2 separate regions of the Mus musculus genome follow, and region 1 is linked to region 2. Evidence: chromatin contacts called from public HiChIP or PLAC-seq data. All regions are on one chromosome and are shown on one strand. The core of a region is the stretch at or near the end of the contact, and the rest is flanking DNA. Distances in the headings are between cores, read along the strand shown. Region 1 overlaps Bmp2k (BMP2 inducible kinase). Region 2 overlaps Gm33370 (predicted gene, 33370).

Region 1 (2,700 bases), core at 46-2,545, 100 kb before region 2:
GAAGGGAGAAACGCTGTGATTAAAACACAATCTCAAAAGGAGATGCTAGCTCATATAGAAATGGATTGGAATATGTAACCAACTGCCTTTTCAACACTCCCGTTCCACGTGTTTCTCCCCATCCTTAAACCGTCTCTTCAACTGCTTTTAAAGGTTAAGGTCCATGTACAAAGCGCTGGAATCCAGCCCAGCACAGAAAAAAAGAGGAAAAGAAGATGGGGTAGGTTTCCGAAAGGTATCCAACAAGTATACCCATTTCCCCTGTTTCCTTCCACCACATTTCCAGCTTCTCGCCAGTCCTTTGGCCTTGGCTATCTTCCGGGAGTAACTAACCTCTTTCTGACTGGATTTAAGGCCACTCCAGAAGCTAGAACCCATTCCTATTAATGAGCCTGTGGCTAGGTAGGTCATGGGCCGTGGAGAATCTGCTATCATCATTCTGATAAGCTGACACAGTATTGTAATAACTTATGGCTGAAACCCCACATCAGTGCTTTGCCCATCTCTCACCCGAGAAGTTTCTTCACTCAGAAAATGGCAATCAGCAGAGACTCCCAACAGGTCAGCATGCACAGGATGAGAGAATGCAGAGTGCTCAGCCCTAACTGGACCATCTGTTATCATACTCTTCATCCCAAGGCTAGGATCACTGTGGGAGAGGGGGCAGGAAGACCATAGGAGCCAAGGTGGAGGATAACTTAGGAAAGCTGTCTTCCAGGCACAGCGGGGAGCTGTGCTCTGGACTCACTGCAGTTGTCACAACAGGAGCAAGAAGGGGACACTCAAGCCAGACAACACTACTGTACAGAGAGGAGAGGTGAGCAAGAGAGCTCGCCTCCACCTGAGATGCTTCTAACATCCGAGAGCTGCTGGGAGAGGCAGGCAGCAACAGTGTGACCCTGCTAGGCTGACAATCTTCCCCAGAAGGCCAAGAGCAATAGAACAACTTCTGGGTGGATGGGGCTGGGGGTCACAATGGATGGGGAAATTCTCTAGGCAACTAGAAGATTTCTGCAAATGTTCCAGCATAAAGCCGTGATAATACCACTGCCATCTCTTAGCTGTGTGAGCACAGTTTATAGAAACAGTTTGATTAGAGTTAGTTAACTTTTCAGACAGGACTAGGAAACAGCTGGGAAGGGCACTCGTTACCTAACGTGTGTGTGCTGAATTTGAGTCCCAGTACTTCTAAAATAAAATAAAATTCAACAATTAACATGTTGGACAGAGCCAGTGTCACAAGCACAGAGTACGTTGTCATCAAAGCACTGAGTACCCAAGCATAAATTATCACTCAACTTAGCGGCATGGATCTTAACGATGTGTGGTTGGCTTAAGGCAGGCATTTTACCTAAAAGACCAATTAGTCACATATGCTTTTAAATAATAAGTCCAGTGAAATTCTGTGAAGGTTTCTGGGTAAGAGAATTCACTGTGACTTCCCTAAAACTTCTTAAGTAGCAGGTTTAGTCACCCTTGGGAAGGAACATGGTCAGCTTTTGCAAATTCTTTCCAGAATCAAACAACTTATTTTATGACATAGAAAGTAATCAAGAAAGGAAACAAAGCAAGTCATTTTCACTGGTGCAGGTGTCTACGACTACGACATTTATAAACTATTCCCATAACCTGTGAGGTGGCACACACCTTTAATGCCAGCACTCGGACAGAAGGAAGAGGTGGATCTCTATGAGTCTGAAGCAGTGTCTATGTAGCCGGAGCGGCCTTCAGCCCCTGATCCTCCTACCTTCCTTCCCGGCAAGCACGGCATCCGCTTTCACAAAGACTTAGCGCTGGTAAAGCCCACGCACTTTGCTTTGTCCACTCTTTTGTGCTCTTTCTCATAAGTACCATGGCATAGTTGTTAGGTTTTACCCTTCCATGTGTCTTAACACAATCAAGTGAAAGAAGCCCACTACAGACAGACAAGTACAGCAGAGTTTCAATTATTGAAACTCCTATCAGAGTCCAATTCAGAGACAAAAAGAATGGTGGCCAGAGACTGGGTTAAGAGAGGATAGGAAGGTAACATGTGACAAAGAAAATAAAACTAAGTTTACAAAGTTATTCCTATAATCTAGAAGTTACTTCCTGAGCCATCCTGTGACATTAAAGAATCCATACAACAAAGCTGAGAGACTGAAACGGGTTGGGTTTCTAGAAGGCACCCCATTTTCCTTTGTTTCCTTCCACCAAGTGATATAATTTCACATTTTGTGACTTAAAATTTTTCTTTACTAACATGAGTCACCTTTAGAGAGACTAGCCCATTAAAAACATCCAGACAAGACATTCCTACATAGGGACTTTCATTTTATCTTTGATTCTTAGGCCTTAAAGTAAGACTACACAACCAACCAAGGGCAAATTATGATATCTCAAAGATCAGAATAATCAACATGATTTTTTTTTTTAATGATGAAAGGTTATTTCATTCACAATATGAGCATATGCTATTAAGCTTATGGAGTTTCAGGACCTAACTGAAGAAAACTTCACTGAATGAATTTTAAAGGGAGAAAGACAAACTGAGTCTGTGGCTCACACCAGGGATCTCAGCACACTTGGACCCACACCCAGGATCTCAGCACACCTAGACCCACACCCGGGATCTCAGCACACCTGGACCCACACCCGGGATCTCAGCACACCTGGACTCACACCCGGGATCTCAGCACACCTGGAGTCACACCCGGGATC
Region 2 (2,700 bases), core at 151-2,650:
AGAGCTGGAAGTTAGGCTTGTGGCTGACAGGGCACAAGAAACCCTGTTAGGTAAGAGGAACCTTCTTATTTGATGAAAACAAGCGGCCAAGGGAAAGTCTCTGCATGGTGGGAAGGCAACTGATTTGCTGGGTTTTAGTGTTTGGCTGTGAGTTCTGAGCAACAGAAATAGGAAGGAAGCAGCTCTGTACTGCATCTGGCCTCTTAGGAAACCTCGAGATGGGGCACAGGATAAGCCCCGTCTTCTCCTGCCTCGTGTTCTTCTCATGGAATCTTGAGATGCACTGGCTTTTTCTTAAAAGAAAGTTTCCAGCACCCAGTAGTGAAAAATGACCACCACCCAATTAGAAGGTTCTGGGTGCCAGGGACCTATCTGATCTCTTTCCTGAGCACCTGGAGCACAAAAGTTGCTCAGGGGAAGAAAGGTTCAAAGAACAAACACTTGTGGGGCCCTAATCATTGAGAGTAGACAGAGAAATATCTGGGAGATTTTTTTTGTATTATTCATATGAATAATGATAACAGAGAAGAAGGACAAGAAGGGGAGAGACCAGAGAGATCAAGACACACAGAGAGAAGTAGGAAGAGATGGAAGAGGGAAAGGAGGTAGGAGAGAAGGAGGAAGAGAAAGGGGAGAGACAGGAGGACAGAGAGGAGGGGGAGGAGCGGGAGGAGGGGAAGGAGGGAGAAGACAGAGATCATTCCTCATCTGTTACGACAACTGAGTTATTTTTGTTCATATCTATTTTGTATTTGTGACTTCCTGCAGAAAAGATGTCAGATGATTATGATGAAATAGCCCTGTGCTCTATGTGGTTGGTATACGTGCACCAGCGTGTGTGTGTGTGTGTGTGTGTGTGTGTGTGTGTGTGTGTGTGTGGTGTGTGTGTGTGTGTGTGTGTGTGTGTGTGGTGTGTGTGGTGTGTGTGTGTGTGTGTGTGTGTTTAATTCTTCAGTTCTGCTGAAGTGACTTCCCTGCTTCTCCTGATTCAGCAGTGAGCACTGAGAATTATAAGAAGCAGGATTAGCTCACAAACAAAACAGCCCATCCCTGCCTAATAACATAGCTTAGTGATAATGAGGGCAAGGCACTCTGGGAAGGCCACTCCCCTTCAGAAGTCTTAGGACATCTAAATTGGGAGTTGGTGATCTTGTAAACAAATTCAAATTACCTTCCAGCAAAACCCCAAACTACTTGTTGGAGATGGGTTTTGGCTAGAAGATGTGAATCCAGATCAAAATCAAAAGCCACATAAGTACTAAAATAGCCAAAACAGAGACGCAGTCATTACAGGAAACTCACGAGGCTTCAAAGGAGGTTTAAAGAAGGAAGAGCTGCAGCCAGAAGAGCTGGTGGCGTTGCCCGTCTGTACTGGAAATGTCGACATCCTCTGGAGAGGAAGAGGAAGGAGTTAGCGGTGCCAGACAAGCAGCTGGACAATGACAAGACAGGAAACCGGGCTGCTGATGACAGTGAACTACAAACCGGGAGGAGGGAAGCATCAAAGCTACGGGGCCGCTGAAGACTGTGGGCAGGGACAAAGTGAAAGCCGTGAGGGGCTCAGAACCAGCCACAGGCCACATACGCATGGTCTAGCGGGTAGCCAAGTCTCCATTTATTTCTGTTGAAATACCATGAAAGGTCCTTTGTCCTGTTGCAATCATCCCAGGAATATTCTATTGTATTTTGCACAGGTTCAAACATTGCCTTGAAGGGCAGCCATTCAAATGTGAGAGAACACTGTTGTAGATGTCTCAATATAGTTCTGGTTAACGTTTATAGGTAACACTTAGTATATTTGTTCCCAGTACTTTATGGAAAAATATAATTTAATCCCAAGGTTAAAGGGCCAAAACAGAACAGGTGTAAGAAATGAATTCAGTGATTGTTCTCCAGAGCTCATGCTCTAAGCCCCCCCCCCCTCCATCTTGCCTAAGAAGCCCCGTAGAGTAGAGAGATGATGGATCTATGGTATTGTCCTGAACAAACTTTCAGCTCACTTCTATTTACATCTGCTCCACTTGCCAGAATTCTCTTGCCAACCTTTGCAGCGAGAGATAGTAGCTAAATGCTCAGAATTAAAGAGCAACCCCCAAAACCTGGAAAAGAGTCTAAGTGAACAAAGCCTGCCTGGAATGGAAGAGCTCTGAGTGAAGAGAGTCAGCACAGAGAAGCAAACAGAGGACCCTGTAAGGTACAGTTCTACTAGTCTTCTCAGAATCTCAGAAGTGGAATCCTTTGACCATATGAGGGGGTGGCCGTAAGCTATTATTTAAGACCATAGCAATATTGGAGGGAACTACCTTACCAATAATCAAATGTAAGTATTACTGCTATTATTAATTAACAACTTGATGTAGTTAAGTGATGCAGCAAGGCTTTAGCTACTTTGTGGATTATTCTTTCTTCCACCCTTCTCCATCTGTTTTCTGTCCTTTTAACCCCCTAACACTAGATAGGAGAAAAAAAAGGATAGAAAGGAAAAGGGGGTGTTATCATTAATAGGTGGGACTGTTCCTGCTAACAGGGGTCTTGAGTTTCTGGGAGCAAGTTTGATCTTTGCTGTCAAGATATGTGATTTCTTCTTGTTTCTTCTTTTTGCACAGGACTACTTATCAAACTGTAATCAACAACAACCATTAACAACCAACAACCAACCAACCAACCAACCAACCAACCAACAATCAACAACTCCACCTC

What was found. HiChIP or PLAC-seq counts read pairs in DNA pulled down with a chosen protein or histone mark.
Region 1: an H3K27ac HiChIP or PLAC-seq map of the HPC-7 cell line shows a contact between it and region 2, with 7 times the contacts expected there. The contact joins two enhancer-like sites. A contact is called at or near these places in 2 of 39 promoter capture datasets (the C10 cell line and the HPC-7 cell line), 3 of 15 datasets of contacts at CTCF or cohesin (CD8 T cells, the G1E-ER4 cell line and large pre-B cells), 45 of 484 Hi-C or Micro-C datasets (the 63-12 cell line, B cells, the Ba/F3 cell line and 26 more), 20 of 115 datasets of contacts at active chromatin or transcription factors (CD8 T cells, DN3 thymocytes, the HPC-7 cell line and 14 more) and 1 of 9 other capture datasets (bone marrow-derived macrophages).

The regions. Positions count from the first base shown.
Region 1 is chr5:97,013,481-97,016,180 of GRCm38.p6, reverse strand. The region is part of intron 1 of Bmp2k (BMP2 inducible kinase); the gene reads right to left. Among named protein-coding and RNA genes, the nearest start is that of Bmp2k, 17 kb to the right of the region's middle. Within about 2 kb of position 1,295, at least 10 of the 459 cell types and tissues checked have an H3K27ac peak or open chromatin away from gene starts, as enhancers often do. A contact at or near this core is called in the G1E-ER4 cell line and the HPC-7 cell line, where this site is marked.
Region 2 is chr5:96,910,456-96,913,155 of GRCm38.p6, reverse strand. It overlaps Gm33370 (predicted gene, 33370), which reads left to right. Exons shown (of 3, transcript NR_168888.1): 2 at 2,029-2,194; 3 at 2,607-2,700. Among named protein-coding and RNA genes, the nearest start is that of Gm24623, 4.2 kb to the right of the region's middle. Within about 2 kb of position 1,400, at least 168 of the 459 cell types and tissues checked have an H3K27ac peak or open chromatin away from gene starts, as enhancers often do. A contact at or near this core is called in the G1E-ER4 cell line and the HPC-7 cell line, where this site is marked.